Regions from separate parts of the Danio rerio genome. Here region 2 is linked to region 1. Evidence: chromatin contacts called from public HiCAR-type data. All regions are on one chromosome and are shown on one strand. The core of a region is the stretch at or near the end of the contact, and the rest is flanking DNA. Distances in the headings are between cores, read along the strand shown. Region 1 holds the start of mterf2 (mitochondrial transcription termination factor 2). Region 2 holds the start of tmem263 (transmembrane protein 263).

Region 1 (3,257 bases), core at 311-2,810:
AATTCTGTGCTAAATCCTTTATAGATATCCAGTCTTTTGTAACAGTGGTCGCTCATAAAATTTAAATAAAACATGTAGGCTACACCTACATAAGTAACCCAAAACAGAATTACATGTCGTAACAATAAAACTGAAAAAAATTAAATTTCTCAGGCCAGGTTTGAACTCGGGTCGGCGGCGTCGTAACGCAATGTGCTGACTACTGTTTCGTGAGATTTATTAATGTAGTGAAACATCTGATTTTCAATGAGCAAGTGTAATATTCATTAATATTAATTATTTTAATTCTTATATTCACTAAGGTGCTGCTATTTGGGGTCAGATGATACATCATCATTAACCTGCAGGCTGCATTTTGCTCACAGGCTGCGTGAAAATAAATGAAAAGAGCGGAGCTGTGGCGAAACAATGAATAAAAAGAGTAAGGCTATAGTCAAATAAATAAATAAATGAAAAAAGTGTGACTGCTGAGAGTGCAAGCAGCTAGGGACACCGGCCCTCGCGGCCAAAAAACGGACCTGTCCCTCGGGAATTCTCTCGGTTCTCCCGATTAGCCAATCCGGGCCTGAACAAAGCCGGAGAAATATGAATGAATGTAACCAGTATTCCCCCCAAAAAAGTTTCAGAGATGTCTAGAACAGTGGTTCTCAAATTTTTTTCATCAAGTACCACCTCAGAAAAAAACTGTCTCTCCAAGTACCACCAAAATTAGCAGTATTGAAATACAGTAGCGTAGTAGGCCCAGTAAAGCAGCTACAACTTTGCAAAGTTAAAAAACGTTGCAGATTACCTCGGATATATAGGCTATATTTCATATATAGCAGACTATATACATCATTTTTGATAAATTTTGAAATGTGTATAGCATGTACAAGGCATATTTCATTCCTCCGTGTACCACTAGAAGGAAGCCTGTGTACCACTAGTGGTACACGTACCACAGTTTGAGAACCACTGGTCAAGAAGATTTCAACACCCTTTATTTAAAATAAAAAAGTTTTTAGTTTTCAAACAAAGAACAATGGCTGTTTTAAGCTGTGTCTTGTACAGGTAGCTCATACATGTAGTCATTGGGGGCTGATCTGTGAAGGCAGATCTCTGTGTGAGTCTCCAGATTGTGGAGTCCTCGAGGGTGGGCTGAGCGAACAGTTTGAGGAGGCAGGAATGATCCAGCATTGTGATTAAACTCCAACTGTGACTCACTATCCACTGCCCTTCAAACTAATTGCTCTCTGTGCTCATTATAGAAACCACAGCCGTTTTAAGGTACTTCATTTGTTTTCATGTGGTTAAAAGACAGTCCCCATGTAGTTTCAGTCAAAAATAGCCAGCAGAATGTTAACTCTTTGCTTGGAATATTTTGGATGCCATTCATACATGTTCATATTGTATTAAAGCCAGTTTTACGGTTTTAAGTAAGCGAGTGGTCATATCTTATTTCCTGCAGCATTATTTCCTTCTCAAAATCTGTAAATCTGAAAAGTTTCATCCTGTACGGAGAGTGGCGCTGTTTTGCTCGGACTGCATGGCTGTCATCACAAGAACAAGAAGGTGTCGTTGTTATGTCTACAGTCTCGTGTTACGTGACCGCTGTAACTGCAGAGGACAGGTATTGGTCAGTTTGTCTTATTAATATGTGTCAGTTATGATATTATTACCGACTAATAAATGCAAGCAGCTGCAAGAAACGTGCTGTTACTTATAGCGATGTCACGTCTTCTGTTTTGAAAAAGAACCAACTCCCCTTATGGGGTCTCATCAGGTTGACATAACGTTACTGTACATTAACATTGTTAGAAGTGTGTACGGTATGCGAGAGAGAGACAGACCTTCGAACTTCTTCTAATTAGAAAAACAATTATACATTCATATCATTACACGATCCAGATAAAAATCACTCTCTCCTCTTTAAAACAATATTAAACCCTCCTTCTTCACTGGGTTGACATAGTATGTTTTCAAATCCCCACAAAAAAAAAAAAAAAAAAAATTCATAATACTTATACTACATCATTAAACTACTTTTAACCAGAGCTTTAAACATTTGTAAGGGATCAGTGCCTCCACTTAGCATTGCTTTATTCTTTCTTGTTAGCCAAATGATCGTTTTAGCTTTTCCAAACAAGAAATTTATCAAAACTATTTTGTTTTTATTTAGTGCTGAAACCTTTCTTAAATTTTTGTATTAGTAATATCCACTGCCAATCATTTAATTTGGAGAGACGTTCTAAAATGCTTAACGTGAAAAAAGTTTTAACATGACTTAATGTACCTACACATTAACCAGAGAAACCCAAATTCTGTCAAACTTTACTTGTAATTAACCCAGCTACTTAAAGTATGAGTCCCAATTTCACATATAGAGTGAAAAACATCACGCTAAGCGTTTTCTTCCCATTGAAGTCTATCATTAGAAAAAACCTTAACGTGGCTTAATGTACCTTTACAACAAGCGTGGAAAATCACATTTTTATCTAATTTTACTCATGACAAACTTTCTGATGTAAAAAGAATGAGCTGTAATTTTAGTGAATGAAAATTTTCTCATAGGGCTGTTCGATTATAGGAAAAATCATAATCACGATTATTTTGGTCATAATTGTTACCACAATTATTCAAAACGATTATCAGTTGAAGTCAAAATTATTTGCCCTTCAGTGAAATTTTTTTTTGTAATAAATATTTTCCAAATGATGTTTAACAGAGCAAGGAATTTTCACAGTATTTTCCATAATATTTCTTCTGGAGAAAGTCGTATTTGTTTTAATATTGGAATAAAAGCAGGTTTAAATATTTTTAAACCTATTTTAAGGTCAATATTATTAGCCCCCCTTAATCAATATATATTTTAAATTGTCTGTAGAGGAAACCACTGTTATACAATGACTTGCCAAATTACACTAATCAGGGCTTTGAATCACACTTTAATCTAAATGCTTGTATTTTGAAAAATATCTAGTAAATATTATTTACTGTCATCATGGCAAAGATGAAAGAAATCAGTTATTAGAAATTAGTAATTAAAACTATTATGTATAGAAATGTGTTAAAATAAGTTTTTTCTTTCTTTTAAACAGAAATTGGGGGGGAAAGGGTTGCTAACAATTCAGGAGGGCAAATATAGTTATTTTCCTCTTTGCAAATAAGGGAAATAAATACAATAGAATGAAAATATGAAACAAACTGTGCTTTAAGCATCTTCACTGTAAATTGAGGGATTTTGTCCTTTTGTTGTTTGTTTAATGATAAAAACAGTC
Region 2 (3,259 bases), core at 606-3,105, 110 kb before region 1:
TTTTATTTAAAATATTTCAAGTTTTAATCTTATAACATTACTTATAAAACTGTAATAAATCACAGTTTAAACACACATTTCTAAATAAACACTTTGTGTTTTATTTATGGCAAGCACTTTGACAAAATTGCAGGAAATATTTTTGTGTTGCATCAACATATGTGGTCATGATCATCATCCAACAAGCTAATGCAGCAAATATTAATGTTAAAAATATCTCTAAAATGCAGTATTCGAACCTCATAATTTAATAGAAAATTGGGAGAATAACAGCAAAAACTGGCCTGTAGCCAGGGGTGGGGTGGGGTTATGGGTGGGGTGGGGGGTTAATCTGGTGGTTTGAAAAACTCACCACTCACTGATAAAATTCCAAAAGGTCCAGAGTTTGTCCCACACATGAGCTCATTTGTTTTATTCTGACTGCTATGCAATCATTAATTGTGAAGGCATTAAAAGAGACTTCCAATAAATGCAAACAATTATAGTCCAATGTCCAGTTGTGCAAAAAAATAAAATAAAATAAAATAACGGAGAATTTGACGTATAAAGTCATCTTTAGAACAGGAAACTTTTATTTATACAAAAGCATCTCATGTTAAAGTTATTACTAATTAAACTATTTCTGTTATCCATGAACTTTTAAAATATACTATTTTAACAAAAAAGACTAGAAAAATCAAGAAGCTCTGCATTATTAATATTAATGTTTTAATTTTCCCAGTGATGGGTTGCAGCTGGAAGGGCATCCGCTGAGTGAAACATATGCTGGATAACGTTTTATTCCGCTGTGGCGACCCCAGATTAATGAAGGGACTAAGCCGAAAAGAAAATGAAGGAATCTTTTAATTCTTTATTATTCAGATGGCCAAATTCTGACTGAGGAAAGTTGAATGTGCTGGCCAGTTTGTTATTTGCCCAATAAATGACAATAGGCTACAGTTTTTATTTTATTTTAAACTTTAACAGACTCATTTTTTCCAGATGATATATGATGTAATAAATTTGTATTTTTTTAAATAATAATTTTTCATATTTCTAAATATTAAGCAAAAGTTTTTGGTACCTCAAAAAGTGTGGCAATGATGACCATCTGACAGGCTAATCCAGCTAAAAATAGTGCTAAAAATGTCACTAAAACGCAGTAATTATACCTCATAATTAAAAAGAAAATAAGGTGAATAACTGCAAAAAGGTCCAGTTTTTTGAGAAAAAAGAACCAACCCTTTTCACCAGGCTGGCTACGGGCCTGGGGTTATATATAAATATATATTAAAAATTTAAGGCAACAAGGATTTTTTACAGTGAGATTATTCTTCTTAAAGACATCTTCAATTGGTTATTTTCAAAATTTATGATGACATACTGTTAAAAATGGGACAAATTAGCTTATATGGGGCCAAATTCTGGACTTTATCAGAAGGTGGGTGGGTTTTCCGAACCACCCGAAACCCCTCTGGCTACAGGCCTGTTTCAGAGCATTAGTTTATGGACTTTCATTTAGCATTGCAACACAGCACAAAGCAATATGCAGGTGTAACTACTTGTGAAAAAAATTCACAAGCCCTGCAGAAAAATTCCTTCAAGTTCACTCAGTTCAGTGCAGCATCAGGTTACACTTTCAGTTATTAATTTAGCAATAAATAAATCCACATATATAGGCTCTGTCTCACAAGGACAAGTTAGTTGATCTCGGTAGTAAAAGCATGGACACATCAGCACAGAAAGACGCTTCATATCATCTTCTTATGGAAGGCCTCCACTCCACACTGGCAAATATAGTGAAGTCACATCACACAGCGGAGGGTAAGAACCAGAAACGTCACTTCCTCTCCGATGTGTCCACACTAGTACGTGGTTAAAAACAGCTAGGACGCCACGTACACATTATGCAAAGATAGGTCTTTAAAAGAAAAGTGTCGTCAGGTCTCATATCCATCGTTATTTTAGCGTGTGCCATTAAGAATCGCCGAAAGCAACAGCACTTTTTGGTAACAAACAAGGGGTGGAGACAAAAGTTTTCAGCTTGATTTGCTCAAGTTTAAAGTAACAGACTTCAGACACAGTAAGTATTTACAGCACAGCTGGCAAAGTTTTTCGTTTGCATGTTATTCGAGGTCTGTTGATGTTTCATATGATATTTTACGATGAGCTTTATCGACTTGATAGACAATGGCTGGATTGTAATGCATCTCTTACCTAACGTCATTTAACTGTTGTTTGATTCGCTGCCGCCCTGTTTTTGTCTCTTTCTTCAAATATAGATTTGTTTCTGCTACTTTTACCTGTCAAAAGTTTCTCCACATAACATATTGGCATCTTCATTATGTGACTAAGGGTATACAATTTCTTGACAAATTGTTTCTCAACCTAAACCTACAGTTTTAGTGTAAAATAAAGTAAAATGCCTAAGTTATCACAAAAGCGCCACGTAAGATTCAATTTCAAGAAACAGCAATGGTTATACATTGAAGTTCGATTCAAGAGTCATTCTTTCGAGTCATTTTCAACGAATCTTTTAACTTTTTTCAACGATTCCCGAATCATTCCGACTCCGAGCGATTCTCAATGTAACTACAACCTGAGCTGACAAATGTATGGCAATCAGAATTAGCTTACATCCCAGCTAAACATTTCTAGTAAATTCTCTGTTGGTTTGCTAGGAGGTTAAGCTTAATGATAACATTGCCTGTAGGTGAGGAGCATGCTTCTGGAATGTTCTTGTAAGTTTAATTTAAGTTATTGCTTAAAATAAAAAAGAAATCCCTGCCTGCAATTCTGTTCTGTAAAGGTTAAGGTCTTCAGAGAATGTTCTTATTTGTTTCCCAAACATATTGAGGTAAAGTTGGTTTAAATTTGCACATTTGGACTTCCTCCCTTATAATATGAGTATTATTTGAAAAGTTCTAAATGGGGAAATCATATTAGCAGCCAATGACTAACTTATTAACACTGTTCACAGTGAATTAAATAGTGCTAATGTTGTTTTGAAGTCATACTTTAATGTGATATTAAAATTAGCGTATAGACAATATAGGAACATTAAAATGAACAAATGTGCGAATATAAAACCAACTTTACCTCAGTTTCAATGCTGCCCAAATGAGAACTAAAAGGAAACCATATGGGAATGTTTAGGCAAAGTTCTTTGTTTGCTGGTATTATATTTATCACATATTATTGTTCATGTACCTAATGACTTAACGAAACACTAAGTTTTAAGATTGTGTATGTTACTTTTTTATTATATCGTAAAATAAAC

Evidence for each region. HiCAR-type assays count read pairs that join an accessible place to other places.
Region 2: a HiCAR-type map of caudal fin shows a contact between it and region 1, with 4 times the contacts expected there. The contact joins the promoter of tmem263 here to the promoter of mterf2 in region 1. A contact is called at or near these places in 1 of 18 Hi-C or Micro-C datasets (caudal fin) and 1 of 4 datasets of contacts at active chromatin or transcription factors (caudal fin).

Annotation. Positions count from the first base shown.
Region 1 is chr18:16,508,691-16,511,947 of GRCz12tu, reverse strand. mterf2 (mitochondrial transcription termination factor 2) reads left to right here and starts at 1,560. Exons shown (of 2, transcript NM_001044828.2): 1 at 1,560-1,609.
Region 2 is chr18:16,622,116-16,625,374 of GRCz12tu, reverse strand. It overlaps tmem263 (transmembrane protein 263), which reads left to right and starts at 1,855. Exons shown (of 3, transcript NM_213141.1): 1 at 1,855-2,062.